4 separate regions of the Rattus norvegicus genome follow, and all the other regions are linked to region 1. The links are chromatin contacts, called in public Hi-C maps. All regions are on one chromosome and are shown on one strand. Each heading gives the region's core, a stretch centred on a gene start, on an enhancer-like site or on the middle of the called end of the contact. The rest is flanking DNA. Distances are from core to core; before and after follow the strand shown. Region 1 has its middle 11 kb from the start of Tas2r7l. Region 2 holds the start of Bmt2 (base methyltransferase of 25S rRNA 2 homolog). Region 3 has its middle 27 kb from the start of Tmem106b. Region 4 holds the start of Tmem168 (transmembrane protein 168).

Region 1 (7,334 bases), core at 2,620-5,119:
GAAAGAGTCAAATGCAGATATTTACACACAACCAATGGAAGAAGCTATTGATCTCTGTGATTGAATTAGAGTAAAACTCTAAGAAGTTTAGGAGGAGGGAGAGTCCATAGGAAGACTATTAGTCTCAACTAACCTGGACCTCCAAGATTGCTCAGACACTGAGCCACCAACCAGTCAGCAAACATGGGCTGATATGAGGCTCCTGATACATATACATCAGAGGATTGCCTGGTCTGGCCTCAGTGAGAGAAGACACACCTAAGCCTCAGGAGACTGAAGCCCCAGGGAGTAGAGAGGTCTGGAAGGGCGGGGGGGTGGTGGTGGTGGACACATCCTCTTGGGAATGAGGATGTGTGTGTGTGTGGGGGGAAGTCAGAGGGCAGACTGGGGTAGGAATAAAGGCTGGACTGTAAAAAATAAAATAAAGAATTTTTTTAAAAGTGGAAGCAAATTGATACAACATCAGGCAAGATATACTTGTCTAGTCAAGGTCTGTGGCACATGTCCACATTTAGTAACAGGAATTAGTAAGGCTCAGTAATGTGATTTCTATTTAGGTAGCTGGGAAAGGGTATAAAGGAAATATCTGCTCCTTACAGAACATAGCATAATGTTAAAAGTGCCTGGCTGCCTATAGATATGGGAGAAACAAGACTAATGTAACAGGGTGACTTCCAGTTTGGGGGAACGGATGCACCAAGCTTGGAGGCACCACTTTGGGGGTAGCATTATGTCATCCTGCTGAAAGTTTCCTGTACTTGTTCTCATAACTCCAGCAATATCTGCTGAAAGCTCTGTGGCAATCCCTCCTTGCAATCCCTGGCTTTGGTGGCTTTTGCTAACCTTACAGTTACCACTCTCAGGAGATCAGACTAACAGTGGCAACTCAATCACTCTGTAGAGGCAGAGCCAGGGTCTTGGGAAGGAAATTTTACCTATTGAGAGAAGCATAAAGTGCAGAACCATACCTAGGGGCAGCATCTTGGCTTTGTTAATTCCCCAAAGCACTTTTACAAGGAAAAGGTGAAAGGCAGACTGAGGCTAAGATTAAGTAATGGCTATTACTAAGCAAAGTTTCCTGCTAAGGAACTGAGCATTAACAAGTTGCTGCAAGAAACTGACCTGAGATTTGTATACCAGAGATACAGGTAAAGACTGAATTGTACATCAGGTACTATTGAGATGGGAGAGATTATGAACTAAAATTGAGCAAAACTACCATTCTCTTTAAAATAAATTGCAACCATGTTAATTGGATTCATCGACTAGAAAATAATTCACACTTTTATAGTAAATAAAACCTATCTTGCAAGGTGATGGAATGCCTCCAATAAGGTTGAATTCTATTAGATATACTATATAGAGTAGTTCCTCAAAAACGTCTAGAAGTGGGAGGAGATCTTTCAAGGTCATTTCCTCATCTCAGAGCAGGGCAGGCAGGGAAGGAACTTTCTAGGAACTCCATCCCACTACAGGGTCTACCCATCAGTCATTCTCCTAGCTCTGCTACCAGTTCCCTTCCTTCCACAGATGACAGTGGGTTTCTTTGGCCACCACTACCATTTTGAAGTCAGTTAACATTCTCGGATGTAGACTTCTCATCTGAAGACATAAACCTGAGTTAACAACCCCATTTCTTCCCCATGGTCATCATCTTGCAACCCAGGTACCTATCTTACCAGCAGCACCTCTGCTCTCGATCACCACCAAATTGATTTTCACTCTCTATTCACTAACCATCTCCTTATTATCCAGAGTAGAACTGCTCTCAATCCAGAGAGATGGAACCTTTACTTTGTGCTTGTGGAAGCCAATCTCTATTTCCTTGTAATGACAGTTCTCCCTGATAAGTGTTTGTACCTTGGAGACCTGGGCCACAGAAGATAAACTATCAGTGTGAAGGATGACAGAGCTACTGGTCATGTTGTCAGTTCCGTCTCCAGAGAGACTGCTGTGAAGATGAGCAACTGCATCGACAGGATCAGGCCTCAGTGGAAATCCCAGACAGTGAGGGCTCCGTGTGCTTCCTTGGTTGGCAGCATCTATAGGGATTGTCATGTCATAGCCACTTACCACTCTGCCCATGACTACTTTGTAAACACTGGAAGGTATTGTTTAGAGCTCATTTGGACCCTTGATTCCTAACTTTCTTCTACGGGCTTGTTTTGAGCTATAACAGTCATTCTCAACTTTCCTACAGGACCCTTTAATACACTTCCTCACGTTGTTATGGCTCTCAGCCATTAAATTATTTTGTTGTTACTTTATAACTATAATTTTGCTACTATTATGAGTCATAATGTAAATACTTGTTATGCAGGCTATCTGATATGTAACGTCTGTGAAAGGGGGTTTGTGACCCACAGGTTGAGAACCACTGATGTGTATCTTTTCGTTGCTGCAAACCTTAAGAATTAATTGAATATAATTGATGAATACCGTCAGTCCTCCTCACTAATTATCAAACCCCAGGGTGACCCTTCCCCACTCTTCAAACTTGAAATTAATCATAAGCCTCTCAACAGGCTTTTAGCCTTATGCTTACTGTTTTTCTGTCTAATCTTGGCAACTCTCCTGTCCATCCAAAACAATTATTTTTAGTGTAGCACAGGCCTTAGCTTGAATGTCTTCTGTAAAGACTTGTGATGATTCCTCCTGGCCTAAAGGATCTGCTTCCTAGGCACCACTACCACCTTCCTGTCTAGGCTCATCCCTTACCAATTCCTCCCATACTTGAAGAACAGTTATTCTGAGCTCCATCTAGTTGCTTCCCTGCAATTCATCCCTAGACTGGAGGAATGGACCTGTTTTATTCCTTCTGCCTGGAACACCTCTATTTCATGCAGGTAGATTCTATAAATCCTTTAGCTCCACATATTCCACAACACCTTACTGTTTTGCGCAGCTAGCTTTCACACTACCTATTTTGCAGCATATTGAGTTTTCCAGAGATGGCTGCAACCTCTCTCATTAAACATATTCTTTGGAGTCCTCAGCTGCCGATGGATTCAGTTTTCACGTTGTGAAGAAGCTCAGGTCTTATGGAGAGGCCATGTGTAGGTGCTGCAGCTGATAGTCTCTGCCCAGGTGCCAGACTTGTGTGTTGGGCCACCTCCCACAATTCCATTCCCCAGCCATTTGAGTGTTTCTGGCAGGGATCCCAGACACTGCCTCAGAGAACTGACCTCAATGTGCTTTTCACAAATCTCTGATCCACAAGGCATTTGAGCATAACTAGGAGGTGAAATCACTCCCAAGGCCTATTATTGCACAGCAACAGTAATTTATAGACTTTCCTTGATTACCCAGGTGTTGATTAGCCTCCCGTTCTCTGGATTCCCATGGTATCTTGAGCATCTCCCATCTGAACTCTCCTCTCTGAACTGTCTTCACAGCTTACTCATTTCTCCCTCACACTAGCTGTTCACTCTGAGGTCATACTCATCTCCTGTACCTGCGTGTTCTCAGTACTTTGCAGAATGTCAGGCATAAAAATAACTGTCCGACAAGGACTTGCTAAAAGCATCAGCATGGCAGGAATATTCTCATCCAGCTTGCTCTTTATATAGGAGAGTGCCGCTGGGTGATGCAAGGGTTAGCACATACCTAAGCTTTGTTCTATTGCATTGTTCTATTGTAAAATAGGTTTCAGTCTCTGAATTTTTTATGAAAGCAAGACAATGTCTGCACTGGAAGAACTACCCAGACAACAGGAAGGTTAAGAGGCCTAGGATATGCTTGAAGTAGCAATGATACTAGGGAATTTAGACTACAGAGGGACTCACTAATCGAAACAGTATCTAACTGACCTTTATCTAAGGCAAGGAATTAATTATTAACCACACAGCCTGACCCAAACCTGCTGAGGCAAGAGTTGAATTCAGATTTCAACAGAGGCCTTTATGACGCGCAAAAGATCCAGGGAAAAGGGTAAGGGTATGATCCAGAGGGTTGAAGACAAGATCAATGAATAACGAAAAAATGGAGGCTGTTTATGGAGAAATCAACCCTTTCTTCAGGCAAACTAGACAGAAATGGAAGCACTATAATGCCTTGGTCAAATAGAAGTCTAAAAATAATACTTAACTGCGTTTCCTGATTAGAACTACAGATAATGACTGACAATTGGGTTTTGTTAGATGAAAAACAAGGATTTCTCTCAATACAACATTTAAATGAAGCAGACAAAGGAGACTGAGATTCAGATTAAGATGTTCCCCAAACAGAAAGTAGAGACCTAATAAGAACTATTCTGTCAGAAAAGAATACTTTTGAGACGCTCTTTTGTCCTACACTGAATTTTCTTTCTTGAAGTATTAATATATAAAGACATTGTTAACAAAATAACAAATTCTGACAAGTAGATGAGTGTCTTCATAGAAAGCCATTTTGTGGTCAGAAGCCAGGGCCCTTACAAGGTTCACAATGAGTCTTTAAAGAGTAAAATACCAAATTGCAATGAATTCTGCCATGCCATGCTAAATGCTTTGATAATGTAGAATTAAATAAGGGAGAGATATACAAAAAGCATGAAACCTACAGAAAGTAAACATATTCATGATATAAAATCCATATCCATTTTAGTTGTGTTTTTCAGGGTCTGGAAATGATTTTTCTGAAATTTGAAAACTTTTGACTGTTTTATGAGGAACCTAAGTATTCCATCAAATGCAATCTCATACTTTCGCAGCAAAACCCAAATTCTGTTGAACCGATATGTGGTATGGTATAGAGTCATTTTCTATAGCAATTTCAATTCTTTTTACTTAAATTTCTTTCTCTACCTGCCAACATGGCTGAGAATCAAGACCATAGTAAAATCCTGCCACCTAGTGACAAAAATTGTCATTTTTAAACAGTTTTTATTTTTCCATTAATTTACTCACTGTACATCTTGATTGAAGTTCCCCTCCTCCCTGTTTCCCTTCACACAGTCCCTCATCCATCCCCTTCCCTTCTTCTCTGAGAAGGGAGAGGATCCCCCAAGGTACCAACCCACCCCACCTTCACTGAAAGATTAGGCACATCCTTTTCCACTGAGGCCAGACAAGGCAGTCTAGTTACTGGTACGGGATTCACATACAAGCAAGAGTCAGACGGAGCCCCTATTCCAGTTGTTGAATCACCCACATGAAAGCCAAGCTGCACATCTGCTGCATATGTGCAGGGTGGGGCATAGGTTTAGCAAATGCATGCTGTTTGGCTGATGATTCAGTCTCTGAGATGGGGAAGGCTCCATGGTGTCTATGAGGGTGACTCTAGCTGAGTCTCCAAGCAGTTGGGGATATGGAGCTTGAAGTGGTCACCTTCTATAGCAAGGCAGGACTCCCTGTGGATGGATAAGGGCACCAGCCCACCCCAAAAACCTTTAACCCATAATTTGTCCTGCCTTCAAGAAGTGCAGGAACGAAGATGAAACAGAGACCGAGGAATTGGCCAACCAGTAACTGGCCCAACTTGAGACCCATCCCATAGGCAAGAACCAATCCCTGACACTGTCAATGACACTTTGTTATGCCCATAGACAGGAGCCTAGCATAACTGTTCTCTGAGAGCCTCCACAAAGCAGCTGATTGACACAGATACAGATACCCACAGCTAAACATTCAGTGGGAAAGTCTTAAGGAAGAGTTAGGGAAAGGATTGAAGAGCCCAGAGGGGATAGGGACTCTGCAAGAAGACAGAGTCAACTAAAAATTGTCATTCTTTATTCTGCATCCACATCAGAATATACTTTAGCTGTTAGCCCTAAGATCACTGCTATGCTGGTAAGATGTCTCAACAGGTGAGGGTGTTTGTCACCACCTGGAGATCTGAGGCAAATTCCTGGAACCCACCTGTATGGTTCCAGGTTCCTGCTAATTGTTTTTTCAGCTTTACATGTAGTTTATGTCACACACACACACACACACACACACACACACACACACACACACACACACACACACACGGTGCGCTGGGGAAGAACAAATATTAAAAAAAAATAACAACAGAGAAAAGGGTTTGAAAAGAGGAAACAGCAGGGATTTTTATGAGAAGAGCAACAGGGCGTTTGTCTGGAGAATGGCAGTTGAGGCTGCTGATCCACACACCCTTCACCCGAGTCTTCAGAGATCAAGGCAGCCAAACCTACACATTGTTCTGTGTAAGCTTGCTGCCCACACAAGTGTACTTTCTAGCCTTCAAGAATACCACCCTCTACTTTAAGTACTTTATTTGCTGAGGAACAAACGTTAGGTTGGGAGTAATCCAAAACAACTGAAAGTTACAGGAGAGAGGACAGAGTTTTGAAAGGATTAAGTCAGTAAGCTAAGAATGGGAGCGTAGTAAAGAGAAAGAAATGACGGAGACAGAAGAATGTATGGGTGGAATTTGGCCATAACTATTGTGTGCATTCAACTTTCAGACATAAAAGATGAAAACCGAAAGGCGGAATGACTTAAATCATGGCAAATTCTAATGCAGGGAATTTCATAGGCAAAAAGAGAAAACAGAGCAAGATAAAAAAGACACACAGAGGCATGAATTCCAGAGAACACATCTGGTTTATTAACGACAGAAAACAGCTGGGAAGTTCTTATTTTCTAAACCTCGTGACTCAGGGACAGCGCTGATCACAGCCCAGTACACCAGAAGCCTGCAAACTTTCTACTGTGCAGTTCTGTTAGTCTCTAAAGCAGGAGGTTATGGCAGACCCTGTGCTTAGGCGATCGTCTCACCATCTGAAATTCTCCATAATTTATAAAGAAAGGAAATGGCTGGGCCCCGTGGATAGTGTAGTAAGCTGATACCAGGGAAATGAGAGAGGACAAAGGTAGGTATCGCTAGCACTCGGTGACCTCTGGAGCCAACAAGCCTTGCTTATGAACTCAGTGCGGTTCGTGCTATTATGCATATACTAGACAAACTTGGAGCTGCTCTCCAGGGACAACTTGACCAGTAGAAACTTAGTCAGCAGGCAGACATAGAGGAAGCCATGGAGAGAAAGAGTGGAGTAAATAGATTGCACTGGTTCTCTCTCTCTCTCTCTCTCTCTCTCTCTCTCTCTCTCTCTCTCTCTCTCTCTCTCTCTCCTCTATCTCTATCTCTCTCTCTATCTCTCTCCCTGGTGTTTCTTGGATAAAAAAGAGTGAGAGACATTTTGCCAAGAATATGAATGGTGAGAAGTTTTTTACAATCTGAATTTAGTGCAGGATGATTTGTATCATCCAGGCCCGTGGGAGTTGTCTTTTTTTTTTTTTTTCAATCGAGTAACGTTGACAGACAGCATATATCAGAGCATGCCTATGTATGTAACCACATCATTAGGAACCAATTAGTAATGCTTCTTCGTT
Region 2 (7,334 bases), core at 1,519-4,018, 370 kb before region 1:
GCTCAAATTTCCTTCAATGTTTTTAACCTTTTAACATAGTGTTTGTTGCAAGTTGTGACTCTTTGTGACCTAATAACATATTTACAGGGGTCACCTAAGACACAGATATTTACATTATAATTCATAACAGTAGCAAAATTACAGTTATGAAGAAGCAATGAAAATGGTTTTATGGTTAGAAGCCACCACAACACTAGAAACTATGTTACTAGGTCCCAGCATTAGGAAGGTTAAGAACCACTGTTTTCAAAGGTCTTAAAAATTGCCCTATCACAGTTGTATATGTCTAAATCAGAGACCATTAAAACTATTCTGTGGTGCTGTGCACTCAAACCAAACCTGTCTTGTAAAACTTGGTCAGTCCACTGGAGTGTTATATAATAATGCTATGTTCTCTCAAATTGTGGTTGCAAAATCATAATAAAAATATTTATCTCAAAAAAAAAATTCATCTACTACTAGTGTGAAACAAAGTTTGAAAAGGCAAAACAAAGAAACAATCAAACACTGGACTGAAGAGATAGTTCAGCAGTTAACAGTATTTGCTGTTCTTACAGAGAATCCAAATTGAATTCCCAACTTCTACTGTGACTCACAACTACATATACATAACTTTAGCTCTAGTAACCCAATGTATTCTTCTGCCCCCATTTACACAAACACAAACTCATAAGTAAAAATAAACAGACAAACAAATAAATAAATAAGTGCACTATTAGACTTACTTTCCTAGGTGGAAGTGGAAAAATTCATATTAAACAAATAAATCCTAATTAGTACAACTCACATATATACCTAACTTTACTATAAATTGCCATGTAGCTTTCAAATATTTTCAATTTAATTTGCTTTTAATATGTGGAAAAAGAAGAAAAGCTAAAGAATCCAAGTTCTCTTTTCTTCCTAAATTAAATTTCCCCATGTGAGGCTACAATACTCCCCCTCCCTGGTTCCTTGCTATTTCTCATAATTTCACTTCATGATTGCAATTGTTCTTCTGAAGTTTGTTTATTTCTGTCTGTGTTTGAGCCACTTCATCAATATAATATTTCTGCTCCTGTGATCTGGAAAGTATGTATAATGCTTTGTTGGTCAGGATCATCTTAACCTAGGAAGTAACATGAAATCGTTACTGTATAAACACTTCATGACCACTCCACTCCATGGTTGAGAGGAAGGTTTGTATTGTAGATATGAAGGAGAGAACAGGCAGAGGCTTCTGTAAGAATCCAGAGCAGAGACAAAGTAGTAGATTAAGAATTAACAGCAAACTATACCTGACCAAGAGAGAAGCAGGAGCAGAGTAGAGAGTAAGAGAAGTGGGGCAGGAGGTGAAAGGAAAACCAAGAGAAGGCAAAAGAGAAGACCAAGAGCATTGATGAACTACCAGGGTTATAAGGAGCTGAGCTCCTGAGCTGGAGAAAGTTTGGTGGTGGGGTGAGAACAGCAGAGAAGAGCCATGGACACTAAAATGTGTAACAGGTATTTGTGATGCTGATGAAGCCTGGAGGCCAACATGCACTTTGGGATACACCACAGATAACAATTTTACATCTGCAGAGGGTAAAAGAAATGGTTTCGTTTTGCAGAAGGGAATCAGCTTCACCAGTTCCTGAGGATTGTGTCTTTTTGTCTAACCAACAGAATTTGGGGAAACAGAGTTTCCATTGGACCTCACAGTAGCATAAAGAGAATGTTACTAAGATTACAAAGTTTGAAAGTTTAAATGCAACAATGTCTATACTATGTAATGTAACCAACAGCTGTAAAGTGGAGGTAGTGCACAATCAGCTACAATTCATTACCCGCTCTGCCTGCTGCATTTCCAGCAGCCTAGGTACCAGCACAGAGCGGAAGCAGCCTCTTTTTGGAGAACGGGCTTCCACTTTTCTTAAAGAAGTCAGCAATCACATCCCCTTAATAGTTTTGTGCACATATGAAAGGAGGTAGAAAAGGAGAGGCATTTACTAAATTCTGCATCCACCAGTGTACTGTCTAAAACAATGAGAGGCCACCTGAGCAGACTTTTTTGTGGGTTCTGAGATGATCTACAATCAGTGTAGGTTTTCCAGTAACCCATTGTTATGGTGAATACAGAAGTTTTACGGGAAGACAACATGGCCTTTCTGTGTTTATAACTTGATTGTCCCACATCTCCTATTATTTTTTAGGATCTTTCTTTCCCCCAATTCGTTGTCTTTAGTCCAGCAGCAGTATGCCAGGCATTAACCACGGTTAGCTAAGAGAATTACATCTGGATTTGGTAGTTTGACCTCTCCTTGACCCCAAAGAAGGCTTGCAAGTTTGGACTCCTTGAAAAGTAAAACCCAGCGCAGCAGTCAAGTTTTCAAAGGGTATCTAGTAGAAGGGAATTTTCATAGGTGCAACAGGGTGCAGCGGGAACTCAGGTAGATTGCGTCTTCTGGCGGCATCATACCAAAACTCACAGCGGCTTGGGAAGTTGGGAGACGTGCCAAAGCTGGACCGTACAATGAAGCTCAACTAGGCAAAAAAACTCTGGGGCGCAAGCGCACCCCACACCATAGGCCTCCTCCCCTAGGCAGCCCGGGCTCCTCCGCACAGCATCCGGGGCGTGGCCTGGCAAGGAGCCCAGTGCTTTCTCCGCCTCCTTCAGCTGCTCCTTCCCAAACAACCCGGCGCTCCGCCGCTGCCCTTTGCCCATTGGTCGTTGTCCCTTTCCATTTCCACCCAGCCCTCCGAAGTTCACCAATCACCTTGCGCTCTTGAGAAGACACCGCCCCCGAGGCCTTAGCTGTGGCTCCTCGGCCTCCTCCGGCTGCTGCCTCTGCTGCTGCCTCCTCCTTCCCCACCTCCTCCGTCCGGGGAGAGACCGCGGGGCCCGAGGGGCGGCGGCAGCGGCGGCAGCGCTATGGAGCCGGGGCCGGGTGGCCGAGGCGCAGCGCGCGGACAGCGGCCCCCGAACGCCGCGCAGCCCCGGGAGCAGGAGCGGAAGCTGGAGCAGGAGAAGCTGTCCGGGGTGGTGAAGAGCGTCCACCGGCGGCTCCGCAAGAAATACCGCGAAGGTAAACAGGCAGCGGGGGAGGGGAGGCGGGTCCCCCGGCTGGGTCAGCTCTTTCTAGCCTCACAGGCCACCATTGACATACACGGGGGCGGCACGTCTGCCCAGGCCGCGACCAGCCGGCCACGGGCTATCGGCTCCCGGAGCCCTAATGGGCAGTCGCCACCCGCCTAGGCCCTGTCCCCAGCGGTGGGCTGAGACCACTGTCATCGAGCACACACTCAGAGGGAGGGAGGGGCTTTCAGGTAAGACCCGAAGACAGGGGAAAAAATCCACGAAGGAGAGAGACTGGCAGGAGCGAAGCTGCCCCTCACTCTTCTGCGCTGGACCAGCCTGTTGTTCAGCCGGCTTGGCAACAGCCCCTCTTCCTCTTCGCTCCCTGGCAAGGCCGTGCTGAGGCCTCCCCTGCCTGGGCGTCCAGGGCTGCGAAGTCAGCAGGCCCAGCAGAAGATCTCAAGGTGCTTCACCGTGTTTTACGGGGAAGAAAGGGTGGCAGGTAGCTTCCCTCCACCGCAGCTCCATCTTCAAGTTTATGGAGGTAGTCCAGGAAGAGATCGGGGACAGGTTCTTAAAATACTGTACAGTTTTGAATTATCTCTAACCACAGTGACTCTGAAAGACACGGATGCCATTGAAGCTGGCCATAGGTACAGCCCCCTCCTTCATGGAGGCAGCTTTTCTGTCTTGCGCATTTGCCGGAACAATGTCTATAGTTGAATTTTATGAGTTATCCTGGCATTTTGTGAAGAAGGGCTTACAAACAAAGCAACTTTATAAGACTTGGAAGGTGATACTTTGCATTTTTCTTCATATGTTCAGGGGAAAAAAATTCTGCTGAGTGTTAAAATGGGCTACTTTCAGTGGATTTTTCTTTAGCTTAGTTGCAAAATGAAAACTCAGCAGGGTTCTAATGTCAGTCTTTTAACTAGTTAATAATTTAGATTAAAAGAAAAATTATGACAGTGAAGGAACAAAGACTTGTGAGATCATGTCACTTTTCAGTTACGTACACTTTTCAATTACTCTGAAAGTTCAGTCAAGTCTATCTTCCTTTGAGTGTCGTTGATGTGTTTTATTTTTAACACCATTCAAAGTTTCTTTCCTTGACAACTTAGCTGGCTTTTAATAGAGACCATTTGATATCCCCAAAGATGGCTAATAGCTATTGTTTGATAGGTACCAGTAGAAAAGCCTTGGCAAGCATATTAAGGTATTGAATTTTTTTTATTGAAAATACTTTAATTCCCAACCGCAATTCAATAAAATGAGTGGTTACCATAGCAACAGTTGCATCATTCTTGATAGTCACAAAATGCACTTACATAATGGCATTCTCTATTGGTTTTTATGTTGTTTGAAGAAATGAGGAAATAAGTGGACCCAATTTTCTTCAATTTATCATGTCATTTTGTACAAATTTATGGCACATCTTTTAAAAGAGAATGGCTAGTGTATAATTCGGATTCTATTCTTAACCTTTTTGTAATAATTTCATTGTTATTCATTATTCATTTATTCATAAACGAATAGGCTCCACTTAACACACTGCTAATGTGTCATTATCTCTTTAAGCTGCTGTTTATGCGTGCTTAGTCTCACATGTTTAAACATGTCTTTAAGCCTAAATTCTAGCTAGGAGGACACTTGGTTCACAATGAGGATTGATCCTTTGAAATACCCAGAATGGGAAGCAATGCATGGAGTTCAGAAACAAATGATCTGAGATGTCCTGGCAGTCTAAGCATTTGCATGAAGCAAATCTTTTGACATTTTAATGCCCTGAATTCCATCAATGACTTAGGTGTTTTACTTTCCGGGCATAGTATTGTACTGATGGTCTCCAGTCATAAATGTATTCTATAAGCTCATAACAGTTTTCTTACCAGGGAATACAGTAAAATTTCTCAACGTAAAACCTTGGAATGTCAGACTATAGGAAACCATAATTTTCATTAATGATTCTCAAACATGGCTGATCTTAAATTGTCTATATTTTTATCTCAGGTCTATAGTCTCTGCATCTCCATAAAGGACAGGACGCATACTAGGGAGATTTATTTAGTGTATATCCCAAATTTCATAATTTCAGTTTTATAGTTTAGTAAACTCAGTCCTAAAAAGATCAAAGTAACTTGGTGAAACTGAGGCAGTTTATCATTATTTTATGGGAAATGGACTGTCCGTCTCATCTCTCATCCTAGTATTGGTAACATAATGTTAGACTACAGAAGAAACGAAGATCAGGAAGTAACACTGAAAGTTGAGCAAGGAAAAAGGATCTAAGTTGATGGGTCTGGGCTGTCTATGGAAATGGAACAATGGAAGTGGGAATGGAAGTTTAGTATTTTTTCAGGGATATTCTGGTAATGAAAAATAGACTGGGGTAGAATGAAAAGGGAAACAGCAATTCCCGAAGAGTAAGAACACAAGTAAGGATAAAGAATATAGGGTAGAATAGAGTTTACCTTGTGTATGTTTCTGATTGTGGATTGGAAATGCCACAGAAAGAAAAGTGAAAACAGGACCTTTCTGCTATGATGGGTTTTTCCTCCATTGCTCTAATCTGTTCAGCTGGTAAGTGTTGACAGTGATGGGCAGCGTGGGTAGGAAGAGGGAACTACTGCGTTACGAAGGTGAGTAAGCATATCTAGGGCACTTGTGACCACTTTTTCACCCTGCTCCGTCTGACTGCCTGCCTTCTGTCACCACTCAAAGTGTAATGGTCAGTGTTTGAGATGGTACTATATATCTAAGTTACTAAAAGAAAATGTGAGGACAGTTCCTAGAATTGGTAATGAGGGGATATTTTGATGTCCAGCCATTTGTGGGTAAGAAATTTACAGATTGAGTTTATATGCAGGAAAATATGCTTACACAAATATGCTATATAGAATTTTGGAATTTGACTTCTCCAGCAACTTAAAATATTTTAACTTGATTGGAAGGTGTATAGACAGTTTATTTATAAGAAATACCTAGTTTAATTTTGTTTTCTAAGCAAGAACTTTGTTGATTAGTCAGGTTTACTTGTTCGGTGTATCTGACTAAGAACTAAACAGGAGCCATGTAGATTTTCAGTTTTGTTTTTGTTTTCTCTGTAGTTTTGGGGTGTGTGTGTGTGTGAGTGTGTGTGTGTGTGTGTGTGTGTGTGTGTGTGTGTGTGTGTGTTTCTGACTGTGCATGTACCTGTGTTGGCAAGAAGTCAACATCAGTTTTACCCATTTTGTTTTTTGAGTCAGGGGTCTCTTTCTGAACCTAGAGCTCACTAATTAGGGTAGACAGGCTGTCTTGAGATTGGTAAGATTGTAGTTGCTCTTGTATATGATGTTTGGAATCTGAACACATTGATGGAGATGTTTCTCCAGTTCTCACATCTTTTGTGGCCAACTATTGAGATGAGAAAATTGTGGGGGAAATGGTAACTTTAAATTAGAGATAATTTAAAACTAAAACCAAAACAGCCTTAAAATTAATAGAATTATAATACTGATGTTTTGCATGAAGTACAATATTTGAATTGTTTTAAAAATTAGGATCATGGATTGTTTTAACTTTCCTTTTCTTTCAGTATTCTCTCCATAGCTGTTTTAATAAATTGACCAAGTCTATGACCCAAAATACAGTTTGAACCACTTCTTTTTGTCTACTTTATTTTCAAGTGAGTTTTCACAGTTTTCATTTTTATGCTTTCCTCCTAGTTACTACTCATTATGATACAGAATCAGAAAAGTGTGTATGTATGCACACAGGCATATGAGAATCTTTGCTTGTTCACTAAAATATGCAGATTCTCCATCAAAAGTCTGGTTAACTTAGCCCTAGACATGTTTTGCAGAGGGGAAATGAAAGGATAATTCATTTAATATCTGTAACACTATATAATGATCATCACTAACAGGAACACTGATGCTGTTGATTAAGTGAAGAGCACACAGTAGGTGTGCAGTGTATATTACCTATTTGATTTTGTCATTGTGTGTCTGATGTATCTCTGCAAGGAAGGGGGTTATAGTTTAAAAAATTAATACAAAAGCATAAATATAAGTCCTTTGGTTATTTAACAAGCTAAAGCAAAAAACCAAGCAAAAACCCAAATGCTGTGGTCTCAGCCTTGGGTCCATTTTAAGTGACATCTTTGGAACTCTATAGGATATTTCTATGACACTTCAAAACACAGCATTCCATGAAGTGTGCAGTAGACAAAAAAGTCGGTGCTGAAGTGGAAGCACAGTAGGAAGTAATCTCGAGGAGGCGGGGTAGGTGGCTCTGGATGGTCGTCTGATTTAAAGTTGAT
Region 3 (7,334 bases), core at 1,315-3,814, 280 kb after region 1:
GTAATTTCTAAATCTTAGTTCCTCTAACACCGTTTCCTCAAACATGTCTACAGAAGCCCCACATACACTATAGAAGGAAAAAGTGACTCAAGCGAGTAATTTTGCATTTATATAAAAGCACCATTCAGTAACAAGAGCATATGAATGCAAATAATTTTGTTTTGTCAAGGAACATGAAATGTCAAGGATGCATATAGTATATTCCATTTACATTCATTTTTAAAGCCAAAACAAATACATGGTATACAAATAGGAAAGTGATCACTCACCTCAGTTAGCAGGAGAAGTTGACATTCAAAAGAATTCTTGTGGACCTGTGCAAAAGTTCCTTATTTTGTTCTGCCTAGTAGTTATGGAGTTGAACATGACTATCCAAACTGACTGCACTGGCTGCTTAATATCTGAAATTTACGTTTGTATAAATTGTTTACAATGTATTATAATCTCCGTTCTTCTTTCTCACAGCATTATCTTCCACGTTGAATGTTCTGAGTTTTTTGCTTTGTTTTAATTTCTAAGTCTCAGTTCTTCAGACACTGTTTCCTTAGTGAGCTTCCACATTCACTATTATAGGGACCTGTTTGATACTGCTAACCTACAAACTCTTGTTAGTATTCAGAATCAGTTGCTTGGGTACTTTTTGTTTCCTTGTTCTTTGTTTTAACAGTTCATCCAGATTGCCCGGCTCTGATATTGTCTGTTGCTGTCACCTTCTTTGACCTTTGTTGTTCTTCTTACTTTCCTCGATTGTGGCTCTCTTACTCCTTTTGATCTTGCATAGCTGCATACTTTATGAACACTGAACTGAAATGTATGGACATTTAAATTCTTTTCTACCTTTTATGTATCTTTATCATAAAGACACTTCGAACAGCTCTGCTCCATGACACTGAAGACAGATGACATTTTCTTCTATTGTTTAAGACAGTATCCTATGTATATTCTAGGTTGTCCTGGAACTTACTATGTAGGTCAGGCTGGCTCAGACTTGATATGTCATACAGGCTGGCCTCTATTTTATTATCCTCATAACTCAGCCTCTGAAGTGCTAAGGTTACTGGCATGCAAAACCATACTTAATATACTGGGTTTGAAATAAACATTAACATTACATACTACAAACCTGAAAGAAATGACCTTTTTGAAAAATAGATTAAGGTGAAGAGATGGGTAATGAGCAGAGTTGATGCTGGTAATGTTTAAATAAATGCATTTTTCTTGTATACACTGATTTGATAATTATTGTGAAAAACTGTATAATCCAATATATGTAATTAATGTCATGAAAATTAATGTATAAATCTTCTCTTATAATTAACCATTTTCTAAACCTTTTTTAAGCTCTGGTGGAACCATTACTGATGCTATATGGTGTGCTAACTGACAGGAGCTAGCACAGCTATCTTCTGAGAGGCCCAACAAGCAAATGACCAAGACAGATGCAGATACCAATGGACTGAAGTTGGGGCCCCTGTGGTGGAACTAGGGAAAGGCTGGAAGAAGCTGAGGAGGAGGGTGACCCCATAGGAAGACCAGCAGCTCAACTAACCTGGACCCTGAAGATCCCTCAGACACTGATTCACCAACCAGGCAGCATATACCAGCTGATATGAAGTCCAACACACATGCAGCAGAGGTCTGCCAAGTCTGGATTCTGAGAGAAGCACCTAACCCGTTGGCAGGGTGCGTTAGGGAGGAGTGAATAGGGACATCCTCTTGGAGAGATAGAGGAGGAGGAATGGGATGAGGAACTACTGAAGGGCAGACCAAAAGGGGGATAATGAGTAGATTGCAAAAACAAAAACAAAAAAATAAGACTAAAGATTTAAAAAAAAGATTTGGTAGAACAAGGATACTGAGAGAAAATAGGAATTTCTATAACATATATAATTTAGGAACGGAAAATAAGTCTTAGTCTGAAAACGGACTTAGAAGATGCTGTGGAATACAGGAATAGAGGGATGAGACTCCTGTTCCACAGACTTGTGGGGATAATTTAACAAAAGTGTGCCCTTGTGGTCAGCTAGTGAAAATTATTGCAGCCCCACCTCCACCCCCATCCCGGGATCTTACTCTGGGTCATAGGCCAGAATGCTTACTAGGATGGATATGTATCAGGGTCATGATGCCATCTGCTAGGAAAGCATACAGCCAACTATGCCAGCAACGAGCAGGTTTAGAATTCTGCTCTTCTCTATGTGCCGTTCTTGGCACTGCCGTTCATTTCTGTTCCATTTTCAGCTTGGAATGTGCTCATCATCTTCTGACTATGCTCTCCCCCACTTCTTCTTTTTTTTTTTTTTTTTTACCAATTAATCATCTTTCCTAGCTAATGTCAGGTACCCAACAGGTCACCAGTTCTTTATTTTATTATTGTGAGAATTAATTGTCTCCGTGGAAGTGCATTTTCCCACACTTCTATGGATTTTCTTGAACTTTTTGTTAGATATAATTATTCCTATGATGTCAGCTGATCTATTTCCACTGACATATTTTGTAGAACTCATGGAGTACTTGGCAGAAGTACTGTGAGTCACAAATACTAAAGCAAACAAAACACAGAGAACATTTAACAGACTTTGGCACCAGTCAAGCAAGCCAAGAGGCATAATTTGCTGCTAGAGTGGACAACCCAGTGACTAATGGAAAATTACAGAGATCACTTCTAGCTTTGACATTCTGACAAGGTGAGAGTTTCACAAGAGATCAGGCATTAGTATGTAATAACCAGAGCACTCAGGCAGAAAAACAAGCCTTGGAAAAACAAGTGTCAGAAAGGTTCTGCCTATTTCATCATTCTATTCCTGTTTCCAGAATTTGACTGGAATAACCACTCAAGGTACATTTCTATAAACATGCCTTGTAGGACTTTTATTTAGCTTTTGTTTTGTTTTCAGTCAGGAATCTGTGAGAACTGTAGCAGTAAGTTTCCCGATTCCATTACATAAGGAAAACTTCTTACAGTAGATGCCAACGAACACAGAAACTTGCAGCTAGACAATGTAGAGTGAGAGACTGTGGAGTGATCAGCCCTAAATGGCACGTCTTATTAAATCCCTCCCTTCAAGGTTCAGGGTTTTATATGGAACGGGAGAGAGAAGGAGTCAAGAAGCCAAGCATGGTGGTTGTCTCTGATCCAAAACGGCCAACGCACATATGAGCTCATAGAGACGGTGACACAGCATGCATAAACCCTGCACAGGTTCAAACCAGATAAAATCTCACTTAGTAGTAGCACAAAGTTGCACCCTAGCCTCAAAGCTACTTACAATTGATACCTTCTAGGAAAGGGAACAGATTTTCTTCAGTGGAGTTTGACAAGGTATGTCAACCACACTCGAGGCTTTTTCCCAGGAATATAGCTGGACAACACGAAATGGACTCTTGAATCCATTTCTGTGAACATATCTAACTCAAGTCCTCACTCTTTAAATCAAGAATTAACAATGTGTTTCTATTTAATATTTTATGGTATAGACTATGCACCATTTAATTCTTCCTGGCCAAAATTCTGAAGTTCTTCAAATATGTTTTGTTCACATACAAATACTTTTCATTTTGATATTTCCCATTACAAAACAAGTCAAATACAGAGAACATAGGGAAGTACATACAATAGGAGATATTTCTAGGAAGAAAATACATTCTAAATTTTGAAGAATAATGAACAATTCACATTTTATTTTTCTGATTCTTAAATACTTTTGTTTACAGGAGAAAGCAGAATTTGACAGAGAGTTCAAGATTATCCAATAGGTAGTTATAATCTTAAGTATAATTTGTAATGAAATTTGCTGTTATGTGTACTTAGTCTTTATTGTTTCATGCTAATCAGTGGGTGGGGCTTAAGAATCATTCCAAAGTGTTTCCATCTGTTCACTAAACAAATGGTATTGAGCATTTTCTATGTGTTAAGCACCACTCTAGAAAAACAAGCATAAGCAATAATGGTCTTTATTCCAATGAGTTTACATATGTGGGGATGCAGGCACACTGATTAACGCAGAACATTGGCCTAAAAATGTCAACCAGTAGCGAGCTCACCAGAGCAATGAAAGTCAGGGCAAGAAATAAAAGAAGGATGAGTACATTACTATTTTATGTGAATCCCTGTGAGGTTCTTCACTGGTACTTCAGTAAAGAGCTGATGAAACGGAGGAGGCTGACACATGCTTCTCTGGAAAAGAACATCAAACAGAGGCATAGTAATGCTTCAGAGGTGGAGAATCAACATATTCCCCAGCCTGAGACTTAGAAAGAGCCTCCTGTATTTGAAGAATGAGTGGGGGGAGAGTAGTCAGAGCTGGTCTTGGAGCTTGTTTAGACAACCAGGGCTTGTGACCACTGGTTCAATGCAGTGGAAACCTTGGGAAGTTCAATCTGTGGAGTATTATGATCTGACTTAGACTTAAAATACTAGAGTGGTTCTTACGTAGCAGTTGGTATGTTCAGTTCTATTAGGTCATTTGCGCAAAGTGACTGTGGATGTATAGGGGCCGCAGACTGGGGACTTTCAGATAACCACTTCACTCTCAGAGCAGCCTCCAATCTGAATACAGTAAGGGGCCCAAGTTCTCAGTTACAGAGATGAAGGAAAATTAATTCTGCTAACAATTTAACACATTATTCAGAGCCACATTCCCAGCTCGAGAGCACAGTAAATATGGAGCAACTTTGCTGACATGTCTATTGAAGAATAAAACCTCAAGGAAGGAGCCAGATAAGCTGTGCTTGAATTCTTGACACAGTGATATGGCTTAGCTGCTAAGCTGTGGTAATACTTTTATGTTATAGGTGAAAGATGATATAGTTTCCATCAAAACCATAAGTAGATGTAGTTCATACAACAAGATAAAAATCATTTATAGTATAATGTTCAAGAACTATCAATGAAACTTTGTATATAGATTCCTTTTTATTCACATTTTTATAAAAGGTCTTAACTGTTACCTCTAAAGGCTAAATCTGATTTCTTAGATGAGAAAATCGTATTTGCCGAGTATAGATAAAATGTCTACTTATGAGCAAAGTAAATATAGCCCAAATAATTCCAGGTACCTAATGTAAGCCTATTGAAAAGGCTCAAGAGAGGAAGTGTACAGTGGTCAGGGAAGAGGATTGGGCTTGTTCTGGGTTTGTCCCATTTGTATTGATTATAACACAAGGCTAGTGGAAAACTGACTACATTTCTTTACCTTTGATCTATAAAGAGCACAGTCTAGCTCCATAAATGGAATATGAATGATTCCACAAAATGGTAAATGTTAATACACAGAGGAACACTCTGAACTCCTAAAGGAGTCAAATGAAGGATATTCTGTTTAGCAGGAGAGCCAACAGACCTCACAGCCTATCTCGGTGAGGAGTAGGGCAATCCCATGTAAACTTGTAATAGAATGTCACTCTCTTTCAGCTAAATTTCCTTCTATGAGACTCTTCTCTTTATTCACAATCCAGAAAGGGACCAGTAATAGGCGACCACAGTCCAGGAAATACCATGTACTCCTTGCTCTGTGGCCTTACTGAATGGTATACGAATTGTTTGTGAATGTAGTTAAAGTCAATCAGGGTTTATCATGCACTAGCCAGTGGTGGCAAGTGTGGACTAAGAAGTAACAATTGACCTCATCAGTTCACTACTAGGTTAGCTGCGGGTGTAAAGTGGGGTGCTGAGAGTTGGGGCTGTGATAATTCATTCTAGACGCTCTATGCATTTTCTTAGAGAACAGAAATGGCTCTGGACAATGTAGCTCTATGATGAAAATACACAGATAGATAAATGCCACTTTTGTTTCTATGGAATAAATATGCTTCATCAATCAGGAAAATGCTTGGTGTTCCTGGACAAAATACACTACGTAATGAATTAGGAAGATTTATATACCTGAAATTATTCAAAGCAGAGCAGTGTGTTTATTTTCACAAAGAGTTATTGTAAAGAAGTTGCAATCAATTAATTTAAAGCCCATGTTTATATACTAGTGTAATGAGATTCTCTAACAGAAACAGGACACAAAGAAGTGTTCTTCCCGGAAGCAGTGTGTTAGTGCCAGCACATTAACATCCAGAGGAGGACTCAAGTGTACAGTGAGTCTGTGTCTTTTTTTTGTTTTGTTTTGTTTTCTTTTTTTCTTTTTCTTTTTTTTTTATTAACTAGAGTATTTCTTATATACATTTCGAGTGTTATTCCCTTTCCCGGTATCCGGGCAAACATCCCCCTCTCCCCTCCCCTTCCTTATGGGTGTTCCCCTCCCGACCCTCCCCCCATTGCCGCCCTCCCCCCACCAGTAAGTTCACTGGGGGTTCAGTCTTAGCAGGACCCAGGGCTTCTCCTTCCACTGGTGCTCTTACTAGGATATTCATTGCTACCTATGAGGTCAGAGTCCAGGGTCAGTCCATGTATAGTCTTTAGGTAGTGGCTTAGTCCTTGGAAGCTCTGTTTGCTTAGCATTGTTGTACATATGGGGTCTCGAGCCCCTTCAAGATCTTCCAGTTCTTTCTCTGATTCCTTTAACGGGGGACCTATTCTCAGTTCAGTGGTTTGCTGCTGGCATTCGCCTCTGTATTTGCTGTATTCTGGCTGTGTCTCTCAGGAGCGATCTACATCCGGCTCCTGTCGGTCTGCACTTCTTTGCTTCATCCATCTTGTCTAATTGGGTTGCTGTATATGTATGGGCCACATGTGGGGCACGCTCTGAATGGGTGTTCCTTCAGTCTCTGTTTTAATCTTTGCCTCTCTCTTCCCTGCCAAGGGTATTCTTGTTCCCCTTTTAAAGAAGAAGTGAAGCATTCACATTTTGATCATCCGTCTTTAGTTTCATTTGTTCTAGGCATCTAGGGTAATTCAAGCATTTGGGCTAATAGCCACTTATCAATGAGTGCATACCATGTATGTCTTTCTGTGATTGGGTTAGCTCACTCAGGATGATGTTTTCCAGTTCCAACCATTTGCCTACGAATTTCATAAAGTCATTGTTTTTGATAGCTGAGTAATATTCCATTGTGTAGATGTACCACATTTTCTGTATCCATTCCTCTTTTGAAGGGCATCTGGGTCCTTTCCAGCTTCTGGCTATTATGAATAAGGCTGCAATGAACATAGTGGAGCACGTGTCTTTTTTATATGTTGGGGCATCTTTTGGGTATATGCCCAAGAGAGGTATAGCTGGATCCTCAGGCAGTTCAATGTCCAATTTTCTGAGGATCCTCCAGACTGATTTCCAGAATGGTTGTACCAGTTTGCAATCCCACGAACAATGGAGGAGTGTTCCTCTTTCTCCACATCCTCGCCAGCATCTGTTGTCCCCTGAGTTTTTGATCTTAGCCATTCTCAC
Region 4 (7,334 bases), core at 2,927-5,426, 280 kb before region 1:
CTCCCAAGCCTTGATTCTTGGGAAGGAAGAGCTGCTTTTGTGATGTGATAGTGAGGTACTTATCTTAAACACTTCCCACTTCCACAGAAAAACATGCCTTCGAAACCTTTATGTTAATTAATATAAAATCTGTAGTCAGATTTTTACATCATGACATTGATTCAGTATTTGTGCACCCAACTATTCAAATTAACCACCCTCGATTGTACAGATTAAAGATTTATGAACCATCAAATGCAAAATATTTTTAAAATATACAGAAATGATAACTAACATCGGGAAACAAGGTGACAAGTCATAAGTTCATTTTTGAGAAGGAAGAAGTCTGTTTCAAAGAGCTTTAGTACTGAGTGACACAAAACAGCCATTGCTATTTAAGTAGAAATAGCTGATTCAAGTAGAAAATAAATTTGCTAGAGGATATTTGGTAGCTCAAAGGACTTCTGGGGATCTAGGTCTAGAAATCCATAGACAGATACTACAGTCGGATAATTAGTACAGGAGGTCTATAACTGGCCACGATGCTATTCACAGACTGTTTAATAGCCTATAGAAGTGATCAAAAGGGAATAGTGGGGCTGTACTTGTCAAGCATGGGCACCTCAGATCTAATAATGAAAGTCAGATGCCACAACACCCATGCCCCTCACTACCATCCAAAGAGCTTAGCTCCATCCACTCCATTCCTGCACCTGAAGCTTTTCTAAGTCATCATCTCTCTGGTGGTACTCATGATTAAGTGAACAAATCTGTGGAGAGCGAAGGAAGTCCTGAGAGGATGTGTACTGTTAAAATGGTCATGGCCATGTCAAGAACCTCCATGCTTCAGACCCAGGGGAGTAGCCAGGCCTTCAGCAAGTCAGGCTTAGATGCTTGGAAATCCTCTGGTTCTAGTACAGATGGCTAAGAGCAATTGACCTTTAACTAAAATTAGTGTTTACAGAAATTACCAACCACAGCTTCCCCTTCTTGGATGACTACAACCTTAAACTATTCACCAACAGAGGCCATCTACTTAGATTAACTGCCTGGACTCCTCCAGTACACAATCAGTATACAGTAAGCCTGCTCCTTGTTCAGAGGTAGATAATAAATGCCCCAGCTCTCCAGGATGCCGTGCATTTCCATCAGAGCACGTGCCCTCCCTGATCCCGGCTTTTCTCTAAGTGTGTCTTTGTGTCTGTCCTTTCTTTATTCACTGACCACCCTGTCAAGTGTGAAAGCCAGGCAACTGAATAGTTTTTGTCATTTCAGCTTCAGCCACTGCACTCCTATGGTAGGAGCTTCTCCAAGGTGGGTTCAGATGGTGGCATAAAGCAAATAAAAGAAAAATGTTTAATATGTCCAAGGCAAGTTGAATTGGAAGTGAATACAGTATCGTTGAGTTAGGAAAGCCCAAAATGATAGATTTGGTAGTCTGGTTTGGAAGCAGGATTAAGCCTACAGGCAATCATTTCAGTTCATACGTGAAATCTGAATCCAAGAGACTGGTTCAATCTTATAGATGTAGCAGTTGTCCCAACCGCTTTAATACATTGCATTTATTAAATGAAAATGGTGAGATTCTCACTTTATTGGTGCTACCAGAAAATTTGGAGAACTCCATGTTGTGCCCCATTTGGTACCAGGGAAATTGGGATTCTTTCTTTGAGTTCTCAGTTTTAATAAAAAGGTTTCAAAGTGAATTCTGGAGTCCAAGGACAATTATCTTAAAGTCAGAGAGAAAGTAGGGCAGGCGGGGTTGGTAGCTTCTAGGAGGAAAGATATAGAGGAGACAGACAGAGAAAGCCATGCCACTAAAGTTAGGGGGACCTATTCAGGAATGGAGGTCAGCAACAGCCCATGGCAGAACTGAGCTACAGGAAAAAAAATGATGAGAGTTTCAGAGAAACAGGGAAAAACCCCAAATTGAGAGAATGCATGCTTAGGCTTTTGGCACTGTGTGAAAAGTAAGAAGAAGGAAAACCTCCTAACTCAGAAAAGCAGCTAAATCCCATGGCAGGGCTCTGCAGGAGCTGAGATTTCTGGGGAGGAAAAGCACTTTATCTCACTAAGAGGGTAATTATTCCTCCCATCGCCTTGGCATGCTGTTGTCCCGAGGGATGGTCCTTTGACCAGATAATAGGCAGGGCTTGCTTCACTGACTCCTAAGGGAGGAGACAGTGGGATGGAACGTTCCAACCTTAGGAGCATGGGATGGACGTTCCAACCTTAGGAGCAGGTCAAAAGTCAGGTCTCCAGCCAGGGTCAGGTGCACCTTCCATTCTCTTGACCAGGAGGAAACAGCTCTCGCTTCACGGGTTTCAACAGAGCTCTGGTGTCCTCAGTGGTCTCCAGGGTGACTATACCATTAAGAGGCATGGAAAACAAAACCCTTCAGATAACGCTAATATATATATATATATATATATATATATATATATATATATATAAAACTATCTATCTATCTATCTATCTATCTATCTATCTATCTATCTATCTAGTGTTGAGAGCTAGTGAGGGTCAGTAATATTTGATCCCCCCTTTCAAAAACATTAAAATGCTGACTATCAGGAACTATGTTAATGTAATTGTGAGAAAAAGTGGATGGGGTGGGGGGGCTACTTTTGAGGAAGTGAAAACAGGCTGCAGTACAGAGCTGGGGAGTGTGGGGGAGTTTGAACTGGAGTTTGTCTTTATATAAAACATTCTCTCTCTCTCTCTCTCTCTCTCTCTCTCTCTCTCTCTCTCCCCTCCCCCCTTCCTGGTCGTACTTGCTCTAAGCCAGAACGTCAGGCAAGCTAGGTAAGAACTCTACCACTGAGATAACACCCACATGCCCTATTTGAGGATTTTGAGCTTTATCTGAAAGGATAAGGCATTTTAAAGGTCGTAAGGTATTTTTAAAACACACATCCTCCCTAAATCCATAGAAGAACCTTGTTGGATAGATGCTATCAGTCTTTGTTTACACATGAGGACTAGGCCTTTGAAATGCTTTGACCTATATGAGGGCTGCAAGCAACTGGAAACAGAATCAGAAGGCAGGCAGAAACTTTTTAGAAAGAAAGGGTTTGTAGGAGAGGAAAGGGGTCTTCATGCTTTTTGCCTGGCCATATTCTATTCAGGCTTCACTCAGAACCTGCTTTTCGGGCTCAACTCTGTATTCCCTAGTAAAATCTAGTTTTTAACGAAGAATGCTATTAAGTCAGTTTAGCTTTCTTTCTTATCTCCCTGTTTTCTAGGTAACAAGTAGTAACCTTTGCTGTGTTAGCAACAATGATGTTATGCCTCTTATCTCCCTTAATGCTATTGTGATTCTCTATCGCTCAAGCTTCCCTATCCCCTGATCCCAGTCTTTAATTTCCCACTTCTACAAGCTCTCTTTTGAATTGAAGCCATTATCTCCTCTCCGTGGCAAGATGGATTTATAGCGGTCCCTACACTTATGGAGACTGTCTTAAATAAAGACCTCCTTAACGACATGTTCTTACAGGTATTGAATATTTTTAAAACTCATTTGTTAAGTGGAGGGGCACACTGTTCCCTTGTATACTCCCAATACAAGAGAAAGGTTTTGTTACCATTTCATAGATGGAGATACCAATTTCAACCCATAAGGCTGCTACTCCACAGTGAAATGCGGTTCTCAGCAGTATCACTATGTTAACTCAAGTGCCATCAGAGTGCAAATTTAAGTCATCTGTGGTGTTTGAAGGTCGCTTAGGACCAGGGACAGCTAGGGCTGTAGAATAAAAATGTTCAGGATGGGGATTAATGGCGAACTTAATTAGAAAAGCAGGCTGAGGCAAGAAGAGACAGGCTTTGAAGATTTGATGAGCATATGCAAAGCCATATATTATACCACCTATATGAAAGAGCCGCACGCCTTCTACATATATTTATAGTCCACTTGCAATTATCCCACTCTTGCTACCCCAGTTTCAGTCCATTCCTAAACTGTGACCTTGCTGCTTTTGAGGCCTGATCTTCGGTGGTGGTCTTCCGGTTCCCTGCTCTTGCTGCTAATAATGGGTAGGAGTTAATCCAGGCCCAGGGTGGGGCTGCTGGCTTTCCCCATAGCGTTTGTAGCACTTGCCTCCTCTAGGCTCGCTGCTGGGCGTGGAGAGCCACTGGGAGGCCGGGCCAGGGAAGGAAGCGCGCATCGCGCGTTGACCCTGACGGCGATCCGTAGCGCCAGCAGTCAGTGGCGGAAATATGGCGGCAGTGTCCGTATTAGAGAAAGTTTCTATCGAGGCCCTGTGGTGCTAGTGCGGGAGGCCTCAGGCTCAGGTCCCCACACCACCTCCAGGTTCTGACTTGGAGGCTTCGCGCCCTTTTGTTTTGTAAGCTTCGCAACGGACGGAGAGAGGCTCGGTGGCGACCACTGATTCAGGTAAGGGGCATCAGAGAGCCGCGGGGCGGCTGAGGTCTGGGGCGCCGCCCAGGGTCCGGCTGACCGGACCAGGCCCCGCCCCGTCGGCCTCCCGGTGGGCAAGATGCCAGCCTGGGACCGGCGACCGCGAAGGGAGGGCGTTCCTCGGTGTCCCTCGTTGCCCCGACCCGGGTGTCTCGTTGTGTCGCCTTGTCCCAGGGTTAAGGGGTAGCGAACAGCCAGGTCCCAGCCCCACTTCTCCATCTCTCCCTAGATAGAGGCCTAACGGGAGAAAAGTTACTATAGCTGTTCAAACGGGAGGCACTTAAAGAGTCCGAGTTGCCATTCTTATAGTTAAGAGGTGGCCTGAAAGAGTTACTAGCAGGAACTCAGAGAAACAAATGCAGTTCTCCAACTCTTGACTGCTTAGTGTTGTTCTTTAAGGTTTTGACACTTCCCCTAGCTGGAACAGAAATAGACTATTTCTGAAAGATTATGAAAGCAATACACTATGTTTTAAAGTCCATTGTCTTAGGACACGGGGAGGACACTTTTCTGTTTTGGAAGAAATTTGGTGAATTCAGTAAAGGTTGGAGTAAAGCTAGGAACAAACAAACCAAAAATTTCTGGAATCTCCCTTAACTACTAGTACTAGCTATGGCATATTAGAAAGCTGTTTATTTTATCTGCATTTCTTAAGTAGTTGTTTCTATTATTAGTCCTTCCCCCATCCCCCAATCTTAACAAATTGAATGTTAACTTGATACTGAGCACTCATTGTGGAAGACAGATCTCCCCCGAGATTTTGTGACCTAGTGAAGAATGCAGACGTTAAACAAATGGTGAAGAAAAAAGAGTAGTTTTACTTTTCCATTTCAGAGGGAATGGTCAAGAGGCGATTCTCCTAAGAAAATACTTTTAAGCCCAGACCTGAAGAGTTTGACAGATAAAGGGCAGATGGGAGGAAAAGGAGTGTGTCCAGAGAGGGCATGGCATTTATGTAGTTCATAATTGAAGTGTCAGTGTGCTTGGAATAAAAAGTGAGAAGAAGAGCAGTAACAGTTGGGGCAGTTATTCCTGCCCAGTTTGAAGTGCCCTATAAGGCACTGAAAGAGTTTAGACTGTAATTCCATGGCGGTGGAAAGCCATTAGAGAATTTGCATAGTGGAGAATAGCAAGGTAAAATTTGCTCTTAAAGCACACTTTATGTAAGAATGGCAGAAGTTGGTGGGGAAATTAAAAAAAAAGGGGGGGGGAAGACATTCAAGAATGAGGTTATTGTCACCAAAATTTAGGTGGTGATTTTGGGGATACAAAGTAGAAAAAAAATGTGAAAGAGATGCTTAAAAAAAAAGAAAAACCAAGAACTGGTGAGGATTAAGTCACGGGTGAAGAAATGTGGAAGAAGGTTAAAGAAGTAGATAGGATTGAAGGTTGGGGTACTACTGGGGTCAAACCCAGTGCCTACCAAATACTAAGCATGATTTCTGAGTTACAGCCACAGCCTGAGTTTTTTTTTTTTTTAATGGACTTTAGCAATGACTTGCTGATTGACTCTGTTGTGATCTGTTTTTATTTGCCTCTGGAGTTTTCCATCAAATCTTTAGGGAAGGCAGCTCAAGTAAAAACAATCACAATGCTTTTTAAATTTGTTTTCAATTCTTGTTGAGGCTGTTTTTAAAGGTTCGAATGGATTAAAAAAAAACTTTGAAAACTAAGTCCTTTAAGAACGTGGCTGCAAACTATTTCAACAACACAGCTGTATTGTCTTTTTCAAAATTACATAATATGTGGACGCAATTGAGATTGCTCAAAGCCTAGGGTTGGGATTGAGTGTCTAAGGCATGATTTGAAAATGAATAACTTTCAAGAGAATCATGGATTTCTTGAAAAAATATGGATTCTTAGACTTTAGAAGCCAAGGGAAATTTCAGAAGGTGATAGTATTCATCAGTCTAATCATATTCAGGAGCTTGCAGATCATTCCAGAAGTTGTCTGAGCAGTTACACTGAGGGAATCACACCTTTCAGCGTCTTGAAGTGAGTGTATGAGAACTTAAACATTAGCTGTCAAGAGGGGAAAAAAATTGAGCGTGGAAGACAAGATGGGGAGAACAGACTTTTTGTGTCGTTGTTTCTTTACCCTTCTGTAGTTTTAAAAGCTGACCCACAAATGCTTAAGTACTAATGAGTGAAAGAGATATGAGAGCTTGGAGAGAGAATGGGATTCTGGAACCGGGAGGATTTATACAGGAAAGGGGAATGGATCTTTTTGACTGGAATGAAGAGATGCAGAGAGAGGTGGATTTGTGCTATTGGAAACCTAAGGAAGCTTCTTTTCTATGACCCTGTAGGAAGCAGTCATGTGGTTAAGATGCACTGAAATGTGGGTGTCAAGAGAGTTGAGAGAAAGGGATTAGCACAGTCTCAGATCAGGAAAAAGTGTTGACCAGGACACACTGAAAGGTTGTTTGATGAGTGTGGAGTAGTACCTTTTAGCAGAGTGTGGGAATTCTTTCTCCCTTTAGTAGCACTTATTCTGAGCCTATATTCTACTGTTAGTATTTTAAAGATCTCTCATTTTCTCTCTCCCTTTGTGTGGTATAGGAGTAATATTTTATGAAACTTTTTTGTAGTCCAGATTTTAATCAGTTTGTTACACTTATTTTAAAAAATCCACTATAAACAACAACAACAACAAGAACAACAACAGAATACTAGATATTTTCATTAATTCCACATGGCAAGAGGTGCTTACATGGAAATGTAATAGAGGAAAGTTACTTTAAATGCTTAATGAGTAGACTTAGAAATAAAAATAATTTTTGGAACCTTTGAAATTAGAAATAGGAATAGCACTTGAAATATGCTTGAAATCCTACAGTTGTTTGAGAAACATTCCTCCACAGCCAAATGCTAAGTAGGGGTTAATTCTAAGTTATCTCGTGTTTCTGTTGAGTGTCTTTATGATACCTGTATT

The links. A called contact is a pair of places that touch in the nucleus more often than the background predicts.
Region 2: a contact with region 1 is called in a Hi-C map of liver, with 4 times the contacts expected there. The contact joins the promoter of Bmt2 here to the enhancer-like site in region 1. A contact is called at or near these places in 4 of 12 Hi-C or Micro-C datasets (the A7r5 cell line, Schwann cells, kidney and 1 more).
Region 3: a Hi-C map of liver shows a contact between it and region 1, with 3 times the contacts expected there. The contact joins two enhancer-like sites. A contact is called at or near these places in 2 of 12 Hi-C or Micro-C datasets (the A7r5 cell line and liver).
Region 4: a contact with region 1 is called in a Hi-C map of liver, with 3 times the contacts expected there. The contact joins the promoter of Tmem168 here to the enhancer-like site in region 1. A contact is called at or near these places in 2 of 12 Hi-C or Micro-C datasets (the A7r5 cell line and liver).

Annotation. Positions count from the first base shown.
Region 1 is chr4:42,542,781-42,550,114 of GRCr8, reverse strand. No RefSeq gene overlaps it. Among named protein-coding and RNA genes, the nearest start is that of Tas2r7l, 11 kb to the right of the region's middle. Within about 2 kb of position 3,869, at least 7 of the 93 cell types and tissues checked have an H3K27ac peak or open chromatin away from gene starts, as enhancers often do. A contact at or near this core is called in kidney and liver, where this site is marked.
Region 2 is chr4:42,906,980-42,914,313 of GRCr8, reverse strand. Bmt2 (base methyltransferase of 25S rRNA 2 homolog) reads left to right here and starts at 2,768. Exons shown (of 5, transcript NM_001109221.3): 1 at 2,768-3,044. The coding sequence starts at 2,891.
Region 3 is chr4:42,264,006-42,271,339 of GRCr8, reverse strand. No RefSeq gene overlaps it. Among named protein-coding and RNA genes, the nearest start is that of Tmem106b, 27 kb to the left of the region's middle. Within about 2 kb of position 2,564, at least 33 of the 93 cell types and tissues checked have an H3K27ac peak or open chromatin away from gene starts, as enhancers often do. A contact at or near this core is called in liver, where this site is marked.
Region 4 is chr4:42,821,696-42,829,029 of GRCr8, reverse strand. It overlaps Tmem168 (transmembrane protein 168), which reads left to right and starts at 4,176. Exons shown (of 5, transcript NM_001014054.1): 1 at 4,176-4,375.